Linked DNA regions of Ovis aries: all the other regions are linked to region 1. A link is a contact called in public Hi-C data. All regions are on one chromosome and are shown on one strand. The core of a region is the stretch at or near the end of the contact, and the rest is flanking DNA. Distances in the headings are between cores, read along the strand shown.

Region 1 (3,185 bases), core at 485-2,984:
CCAAATATGAGCTGGGAGACATGGGCAAGTTAATCTCTTATTTCTCCATTTGTTTCTCTATAAAATGGGAGTGGTGGTAATACCTACCTCACTAGGTTGTTGTAAAGATAAAGTAAATCATCTCATGTAAAGCTCATGATATGGTGCCTGACACAATAAGTGTTACATGTGTTTGCTATTGTTACTACATATTCTGCCTCCACCAAGTAGAGCTAAACCTTGAAGCAAGTTGTCCAGCTAGACTGTATCACCAATGCCTCATCCCTCAGTTGGTGATTACAGTGGAACCTACTGATAGGAATACTATGAAAATTAAAAGAGGACGCATGCATGCATGCTAGGTCGCTTCAGTCGTGTCCGACTCTTTGGGACCCTATGCACTGTAGCCTGCCAGGCTCCTCTGTCCATGGAATTCTCCAGGCAAGAATGCTGGAATGGGTTGCCATGCCTTCCTCCAGGGGATCCTCCAGACGCAGGGATCGAACCCACGTCTCTGTCTTCTGCATTGGCAGGCAGGTTCTTCACTCCTAGAACCATCTGGAATGCCTGGAAAATTAAAAAGAGACAATTCACCAAAACCTGAAAGAACCGTGTCTGGTACATATTAAGCACTCAATAAATATTAGCTATTATTATTTTGTCCCTTCACACTTAGTACAAAAACCAAGCCAGAGGGTCCGGTGTGTCAGAAATAGTGGCATCTTTTTGTTTTCAATAAATCAACTTAATTTCATCTCCAGTTTCACACTGCCTCAGTCATTCTCAGAGTTTCTGTTCCCTGAGTCCTCCAGAGTTCATGGCAGGGATCTGAGATCTTACACAATGCTCAGGTTTCCAGAGGGTCCCACCGGTCACCAGGACCCCCAGCTTCCCCTCAGATGTCCATTATCTCAGGCCAGATGGGCTCTGCCACTTCTGTGCCCACACCTGGAACCGAAAGTCATGGCCGAGCCCATGGGTCCCTGCCTAGGATCACATCTCTTGGTTCACGATTTCTAGCCACAGCCTTGGGACTCATAGACTTTTCTCTTACCTCCTGTCCAAGCCTCTGGAAATCTCTTCTAAATCCAGAGGAAAGGGACCTCCCCGGTGGTCCAGTGCATAAGGATCTGCCTTGCCATGCCAGGGATGTGGGTTCTGCCTCTGATGGGGGAACTAACAGGCCAAGGAACAACTAAGCCCACAGGCTGCAACTACCTGAGTCCCACAACTAGGAAGTCCGTGAAAAGCCCAATGAAAAGAGCCCACAGGAGGCACCAAAGATCCTACCTGCCACAACTAAGACCCATTGCAGCCAAATAATTTAAAAAAAGGAAATCCAGGGGAAAATCATTTTATTCTCAAACCCTGTTCACCCTCACGGACTTTTGGAAACAAGAGTTTGGGCACAAGTCTTTGCAGCGACAGAGAAGCCCAGGGCCTGCTACACACTTGGGTGGGAGGAAGAAAGACAAGTAGAGGGAGACATTTACATCCCCATCTCTCGAAGCTCTCCGTCCCCTGAATCTACAAACATGAATCATCACACAGTAAGTTCATCTCACAGTCACCGAGTAAACACTGATCAGGTGCCAGGCACTGCACAAGGCACTGGAAGAGATGAGAAGCCAAACTAGATATGAACCCCGCCCTCAAAGACTCACAAGCAGTGGAGACTGCCTAGGGGACATTAGGCAATAGCAGGAGCTATGTTTGGTTGTCACAACTGGAGAGGGCAGTACCCCTGCCACCTACTGGGTAGAGGCAGAAATGCTGCTAAATAGCCTACAATGCACAGGTCAGTCCCGACAGCAAAGAAAGACCTGACTCAAAATGTCCATCGAGACAAGGGGAGAGCAGGAAAACTACCAGCAAGGTAGAAGGAAGTGCTAGAGGCTCATTCGACAAGGTCCACCAGAGGGAAACTACAGTCAGAAGGAATATTGCTGAGAGGTTTCCATCGTAGCAGGATATGATCTGGAATAAGGAGGAGCTGAGACTTGAGCTCATAGCTCTCTTCCATGCAATTTCAGACAGCAGTAGCCTAGAAAACAGGCAGAAACCTAACAAGAGCCAGCTCCATCTGGCCTGGCAAATGGAGCTACAGCTGGCCACTGAGGGCCCGCCCTGAGGCCGGAGACGGAGCTGCCCTTCACCACCAGGCTCTATGGTGTGGTTACTGCCCCAGGGATCAGTGACCAGGACAGTTAGGTGAGGTCCCTGGTGACTCTCCACCCTGGCCTCACAGCATGTCTCCCCCAGGAATGCTGACAGCTCCAGGGAAGGGCCCAGACAGGGGTTTTGTTTTTTAACTCCAAAAGTTAAAAAATAACAAAAAGATACTCACATTATCCCCATTTCACAGATGTGGAAACTGAGGCATGAAGAGGTTAAATATCTTATCTGGAGTCACATGTCATTGAAAGGGAAAGCCTGCTCCAATGTTACTCTCTGGTTCAGAACCCTAAAATAACTCCCTGAATCTTGACCTTCCGGGCAGAGTGCACACTTTCATACCAGCCAGGGGGTCCTCTGTGACTCAGGCTCTGCCTCCCTCTGCATTTACCACTACCTGTGCTCTACTCTGACCCACCCCAGAGGCTCCCATAGCTACTCAAAGGTGCCGGTGGATCTTGCTGCTCTTTGCTCAAGCTTTCTTCCTTCCCCAAGACCCTTCCCCATCCAGTCTGTCTGGCAGACACATCTCCCAAGGTTCAACTTAAAGGACACCTCTGCCATGAAGCCTTTCCAGAGTGATCTCACCCCCAACCCTAGTAGAACTGACTTCCTTTTCATGGTTTGCTGACGCCAGGTCCTGTTTGTCACCAGGGGTGAGGGCAGGGACAGAATGTGCTCTACGGGGGCTGTGGTTTGACCGATTCATGCGGCCTGGAAAGGAGATTTCTCAGTGTCTTGGAGGTGTGGGCCATCATGGTTAGGGTGAAGTTAATGTCCCTGAGTGTAAAGAAGAGTTCGTGGATGGTCAACTGATATCCTTGGGCTGTTCAAGGTCGGGGGTGGGGACGGGAGGGGAGCCTCAGAGCCTGGGGAGTGGCTGCCCTGAGGCCATGGGGAGCTCAGGGGAGGTGGGAAGAACTAGCTGCAGTCCTCTGGGTTCTAAATTCCTTGTGGGGACTTCCCTCATGGTCCAATGGCCAAGACTGAACTTCCAATGCAAGGGGACTGGGTTCGATGCCTGGTCAGGG
Region 2 (3,185 bases), core at 488-2,987, 330 kb after region 1:
GCTCACAGATAGTTGAACAGAGAAGTACCTGTGTTCAGGGTCAAACCATTCATTAAACCACCAACTTTGTTAATAATAAAATGTAAAATACACGAACACAGAGTTGTCTCACATACGGGTATCTTGAATTAGACACACTTAGGATGCAATCACCTTGAGGAATCTCTTGGTGCCAAGCGATGGTTGGCCAGGTTGATCCCGATGGTTCACCTAAGGAAGACACTTGGGTGCTCCAACTAGGTCATGCTGAAGCCTTCATATGGTTTTTGTGAGTAGAGGGTATGAACCTTTTTCATGCCTCAGACATCGAGTCCCCTGGCTTTGCTGGTCGGTGACACAGCAGAGCTGGGCAGCACTTGACAGTCTAAAATCACAGCCTTCCATCCTAAAGATGCCTCATTGCGTCTCGGAGAACCACGGCTCCATAGCTGCTTTTCGCCCCTTGCTCACACAGAAAAGACCTTTTGTTTACTCGCTTAGTGATTGGGTGTTTTGAAAACATGTCTCACTGTGTGCGCTGCTTCTCGGGGCTGGGGGCGGGTTGCGTGATGCCGTTCTCCCCCGTCACCCTTGCCATCTGTCCCGCTGCCCCCGCAGCAGCCTGAACAGCGTCAACAGCAGCGACTCGCGGTCCAGCGGCTCCCACGGCTCCCACTCGCACTCGCCCAGCTCCCACTTCCGCTACCGCGGCTCCAGCCTGGCCCAGCAGGCGCCCGTGCGGCTGTCCAGTGTGTCCTCCCACGACTCAGGGTTCATCTCCCAGGACGCCTTCCAGTCCAAGTCGCCGTCCCCCATGCCGCCCGAGGCCCCCAACCAGGTAAGAATGTCCTTGGCCCCAGGAGCAGCCGCCACACCTGAGGCCCTGGATCAGTCTTGATGGCTGGAACCAGAGAGGGAACTGGAGAGCTTGGACAGACCCTGGTCATCTGCCATGGGGAACCTCTGGTTTAATTTCTCATCGTTAGATGAGCTGATCCCCTAAAGGGAGAGAATATAAGTGGGGGTTAAAACTTATGATTGGGCTTCCCTGGTAACTCACATGGTAAAGAATCCGCCTACAATGCGGGAGACCTGGATTCGATCCCTGGGTGGGGAAGATCCCCTGGAGAAGGAAATGGCTAACTACTCCAGTATTCTTGCCTGGAGAATCCCATGGACAGAGGAGCCTGGCGGGCTACAGTCCATGGGGTCTCACAGAGTTCGACACCACTGAGTGACTTTCACTGACTCAAAGCTTATGATCACCATGTGGGTGATAGTTGTCACCCCATTGATTTGGACAGTTTTCACACTTGTGTAGACAGGTATGTAGACAGACTCAAAGTCTTGGAGTCTTGGCTGCTCTCTGTGTCCCTGTGGCTGGCTTGGCATGATATAGTCATTATCCCATTTGCACATGGGAACAGAGATTCTGCTGTTGAACAACGCCTCGGAGCCCTTCCTTGGCACTTTCAGCTTCCTTGTATCAATTTATGATGAGGATGAGAATAAGAAAGTATCTTCAGTGCTCATGCAGGTAATTCTGTGAGCATCTTCCTCCTGGGAGAAGGGGAGGTGTTGAGTTTCTTTGAATACAGTTGGGTTAGATGGCACTAAATGCCCAGCCCTTTAGCTGCAGAAGAGCAGAAGGCAGGAGCTGGGCATCGAACACCCTTCACCTGCTCCGCTGTGTCCCTTTTTTGTGTCAGTGGGTTGGCGTCTAGACTAGCAAGCACAACATACAGGCAACTAGGAAATGTGAACATCCAGGATGTCCCCTCAGCGCCATCTGCTGGGGAGCATGGTGACTGCGAGCCCATTGCATATTGGGTTTGCCAAAAAGATCATTAGGGTTTTTCCAAAGTAAGACATTAACTTTTTGGTCAACCCAATATAATACATTTTGAGACCAACCACAGCCTTTGGCCCAAGATCCTTTGGATTCAGAAGGTCACGTGCTTGTCTTGTTCATCCAGGTATCCAATTTGCCTGAGAGTCAGCAAGTATCTCCTGGGTGCCAGGCACCGTCCTAGGAGCTCCTGCCTATTGTCTATGTAGTCCTGCCAGCAGCCGCTTGGAGTGTTGTTATCCCTGTTTTGTTGGAGAAACAGGCTAAGATGTAAAGCAGTTTGCCCGAGTGGCACAGTTATGTGACCTGCAGTCGGGGATCTGGAACGAGGGTTTCTAGCAACTGGTCCAGCGGCCTTTCTGCACCACCCTGGCCATAAGGTGCCCCTAGCAGAGTGTTCTGGGGAGCACTCCACGTTGAGGAAGCATCTGTCATGTTCTGGGAGCCAGACAGCCACTCGCATGATGCATCTGACATTGGTGAACCCAGAGCTGCTCAGCCTAGAGCCCCGCCTTTGGCATTTCACAGCTGTCCCTGGGGGCGCTGTTGCCTCTCTCTGTCTTCCTGGGGTTGAGATTCAATTTTAAGCAGAAATGCTCGGAGCTGGGAGCTGCAGCTTTAAGTCCTCTACTTGTCCTAGCTGGGTGCTTTGGCTCACTCACTCTTTAAGAGGTCCCGCCTTGTGTGGCACTAAGCTGTACCTGTGTGTCTCGTGAGCCTCGAGTGAGTGTGGTAGAGAGGGAGCAGGGATTTGCAGCTCCTCAAAGGCTTTTCTAATGTGCAGTGTCATTCTCTGTGTGTTTTTAATCAACTGATGCATTAACAAAATATCGTGCGCTGACACCCCTTTCTAAAAAAAGAGGCCATGTGCTCCAGCTTTGCTGAATGAAGCAGGGTTTCTGCCTCCAGTCATGTCAAGGGAAACAGAAGGCGGGATCGTTGGGATTTACTTAAATCTGAAAGCCGGTGCCTAAGATAAATGCTTGGCTAAGCAACTCTAGGGTAGTTTGAGTAAACTCAGGGATGCTGCAGAATTTAATTGAGAATTCTGTTTTTCTTGAAAAAGGCGTTATGACTGCTTCTAAGGCAGAGGGGAAATTTAAGGAGATTGTACACCTCACACAGGGCAGAGGGTATAGTTTCCTAGGGGAAGTATTATTACCTTTATTTGGGTGGGAGGAAGGGAGCACACATCCATAAGCAGGGAAATCCCTCGGGTGCATGGGTGTAAATGAATGCCTCGTGGCAGGATGTTTTCAGGATTCTCCCTCTGTCCTCTACTCTGCTCTTTACAAGTTGTGCCACGTGTGCCCAGGAGAGATGGGACCACGTCTGCAGCGGGGCTCCTGCCTAGAAC
Region 3 (3,185 bases), core at 353-2,852, 300 kb after region 1:
TTAACCACAGCAGCTGGGCAGCCTGCTTCCTGTTCTCACCCTGTGGGGTCTCTTGTGTGTGTTGATCTTAAGATCCAGCGATATTTTCCCCAAAGGCCTCCCCAGTAACATCTCAGTCTCTTGTCTTGTCCCTGAACCAGACACTGCCAGAGTGGATGGAGTGAGATCATGTCTCAGTTAATTATCTGAGGATGAATGAATGGACTCTGGACAGAGGACCCCAGTGTCCCATACATTCTCCAAATTAACAACTCCTACTCATCTTTAATAGGCAGAATAATGCACCCCCCAAAAAAGACATCCATGCCTCCACCCCCAGAACCTGTGAATATGTTACTGAACGTGACAACAGGGGCTTTGCATATATCATTCAGTTAGGGATCTTGGAATGGGGAGATTATCTTGGATTATTAAGGTGGGTCCAGTACAGCCCAGCCTGGTGGGCTGCTGTCTGTGGGGTCGCACAGAGTCGGACACGACTGAAGCGACTTAGCAGCAGCAGCAGCAGTACAGCACAAAGCTCTAAGGAGGAAGAAGGAAGATCGGAGTCAGAGAAGATGTGAGGACGGAAGTGGAGGTCCGAGAAGAGTGAAGGCGTTACTGCTGACTTGAAGGTGGAGGGAGGTGCCCCGAGCCAAGGAGTGCAGGCAGCCTGTGGGGGCTGGAAGAGGCAAGGAGAAGGGTTCTCCCCTAGGGCCTCTAGAGGAATCAAGCTCTCACAACACCTTGATTTTAACCTGAAGAAATTGATTTTTGGACTTCTGGCTTCCAGAACTGTAAGATAATAAATGAGTACTGCTTTAAACCGCTAAATGTGTAGTGATTTATTGCAGCAGCGATAGAAAACCAGATAAGCAAACTCCTACTGTATCACACAGGGAACTACATTCACTATCTTGTAAAAAACTATAATTGAAAAAAATCTGAAAAAGAATATATGTATATGCATGTATATACATAGCACCAGAAAATAACACAACATTGTAACTCAACTATACTCCAATTAAAAAAAAAAAAAAGAACAAAGTGAATACACCATTGTTTCTCCAGGCTGACCTTGAATCAGTATAGACCTTTGGTAAGACCTTGTATTGATTTTGAATCTTCTTTTGTATGCACAGAGAAGCTACACAAATATTTATGCATTCAACAAAAGGCAAACCCGTTCCCTCACCCTGCCTCTACCTAGCCAAAAATGCTACCATTTTGCCCCCCAAAACAGTCAGTGTTGGTTCCGTCGTTCAGCCCTAGTGCCGGGTGCAGGGAAAGCAGAAACAAGTGGGATCTTGTCCTCACTCCCAAGCTGCCGAGACCGTCTCAGTCATTTGATTCCATAAATATTCTCACTGTCAGCTCAGAGCTCGTCCAGATGTCTGTTCTGGCTTTGTAACTAAAGCCAGTTTCCTCTGAAGCTTTTCAGACCTGCTGATTTTTTTGTTTTTAAGTTTTAGCAAGGGTCAGGAAGAGCAGAAGACATTGTTAAGCACATCCACAGATAGAGCTATTTTTAGGGGCCCGGAGTGGCAGAGATCCGCAGTCATTCTGACGGTTGGGTCCTGGCGTCCACAGAGGAGGTTAGCTGCCTGTCTCCTGCCCTCATGCCCCTTGGACAGAGAAGCTGCTCTTTGGGACTTTTCTCTGCGGTTCTTCATTTCCTCCTCTCACAGGAAGCCCTGTGCCACGGAGCAGGGGGTCCCCAACCTCTGAGATCTAATGCCTGGTGATCTGAGGTGGAGCTGATGTAATAATACTAGAAATAAAGTGCGCAGTAAGTGTCATGTACTTGACTCATCCCCAAACCACCCCCCCTGCCCGCCCTTGGTCTGTGGAAAAATTGTCTTGCATGAAACCAGTCCCTGGTGCCCAAAAGGGAAGGGGCCCGCTGCTGCAGAGCACAGTGGAGCGGCGCACGCAGTCTGCGTGGAGCTGCTTGTTAGCACACCGCAGCTCAGTTGTTGCCGGGAAGCCTTGGGCTTTCCCGGGGATGATATGTGTCCAGTGGCAATCTGTGAAAATATCTGGGAAGCTACCAGAAATCCAGGACCAGAAGAGTTAGGGAGCCAGGCTTCGAGGTGATCTTTTCCAACCATGGCGTTCTATTTTGAGGAAACTGAGGTGTGGGTAATCAGTGACACAGCTCTCAGTCATGTGTGGAGCAGCTTAGCAAGGACCAGAGCTTAGTCCCCGTGGCATCAACTGTGGGCAGTTCTAGGCTCGGGAACCGAAATAAGAGAGCTGGACCGTGAAGCCCTGATACCCGTAAGAGTGTGTAGATAAGTTAGCTTAGCAGGATGTTCTGGGCTCTTAGCTCTGCTTCCCATCTCCCCTTGTCTGTAATAAGTGCCATGTGCTGAATGGATAAACGCACAGACTCTGGAGGTTTGGCCTGGGTTGGAATCCCCTTTACTAGCAGTGTGGCCTTGGTCAGATTGCGAAAGGTGCTTTCCTTGTCTGTAAGATGGGGCACCAGGTGAGCTGACTTAATGAGTTCAGATGTGCAAAGCAGTCACCTTGGGGCCCAGCACTTCCTCAGCTCTAACAAACGACTTCTTCCTGGGACCTGAAGCATCACTCTCCAGCACTTTGGCTGACTGCTTGCTTTTTCCATCATGTGACTGCCTCCTAGGGTTTTATTCAGCCCGCTCTCTAGAACAAGGTGTTGTTTCTTATTTTTACTATGATAAACAATATTTCCATGACTATCCTCATAGGTAAGGATTTGCTCTCAGCCTTAATTGTTTCCTCGGGTAAAATTTTTCAGAGTAGAATTGCTGGGTCAAAATGGGAGCTTGTTTTTGTAAGACACGTCTTGTTAAATGCTGCCAGATTGTCCTCCAGAAAAGCACTAGTTTACACTCTTACCAGCTGTGAGTGAGTGCGCCAGTTTCCTTGCATCGCCAGGTTATTAACTTTTAATCAAATGAAGGCCCTGGAAAAATAGGAGAGATTTCTCCCGGGATCAAGTGTTCCTAGTCCATGCTCATAAGAATCTGAAGGGAGCCCAGAAGGCAAGTGGCGCGTGTGAAAACGGCGCCCTCTACTGGTTCTCCCTGGTGGAGCAGTGCGGGCGGCAGTAGACGGTCAGGTTGCCACCGGCACTAACTCAGATGCCAGGAATTTCACCCTTCTGGCCATTTAGAAAGTCAGCCTCAGATGACCTTTAACTCTCACTCAGGTTCTTTTAC

Evidence for each region. Hi-C and Micro-C count contacts between places; a contact is called where the count stands out from the background.
Region 2: a contact with region 1 is called in a Hi-C map of liver, with 6 times the contacts expected there. The contact joins two enhancer-like sites. A contact is called at or near these places in 9 of 16 Hi-C or Micro-C datasets (blood, hypothalamus, liver and 5 more).
Region 3: a contact with region 1 is called in a Hi-C map of hypothalamus, with 2.4 times the contacts expected there. The contact joins two enhancer-like sites. A contact is called at or near these places in 8 of 16 Hi-C or Micro-C datasets (blood, hypothalamus, liver and 4 more).

Annotation. Positions count from the first base shown.
Region 1 is chr9:28,243,312-28,246,496 of ARS-UI_Ramb_v3.0, forward strand. No RefSeq gene overlaps it. Among named protein-coding and RNA genes, the nearest start is that of ZNF572, 32 kb to the left of the region's middle. Within about 2 kb of position 1,735, at least 13 of the 54 cell types and tissues checked have an H3K27ac peak or open chromatin away from gene starts, as enhancers often do. A contact at or near this core is called in hypothalamus and liver, where this site is marked.
Region 2 is chr9:28,575,459-28,578,643 of ARS-UI_Ramb_v3.0, forward strand. It overlaps MTSS1 (MTSS I-BAR domain containing 1), which reads left to right. Exons shown (of 15, transcript XM_042254145.1): 10 at 598-817. Among named protein-coding and RNA genes, the nearest start is that of NDUFB9, 20 kb to the right of the region's middle. Within about 2 kb of position 1,738, at least 6 of the 54 cell types and tissues checked have an H3K27ac peak or open chromatin away from gene starts, as enhancers often do. A contact at or near this core is called in liver, where this site is marked.
Region 3 is chr9:28,546,744-28,549,928 of ARS-UI_Ramb_v3.0, forward strand. All of the region lies in intron 3 of MTSS1 (MTSS I-BAR domain containing 1), which reads left to right. Among named protein-coding and RNA genes, the nearest start is that of NDUFB9, 48 kb to the right of the region's middle. Within about 2 kb of position 1,603, at least 13 of the 54 cell types and tissues checked have an H3K27ac peak or open chromatin away from gene starts, as enhancers often do. A contact at or near this core is called in hypothalamus and liver, where this site is marked.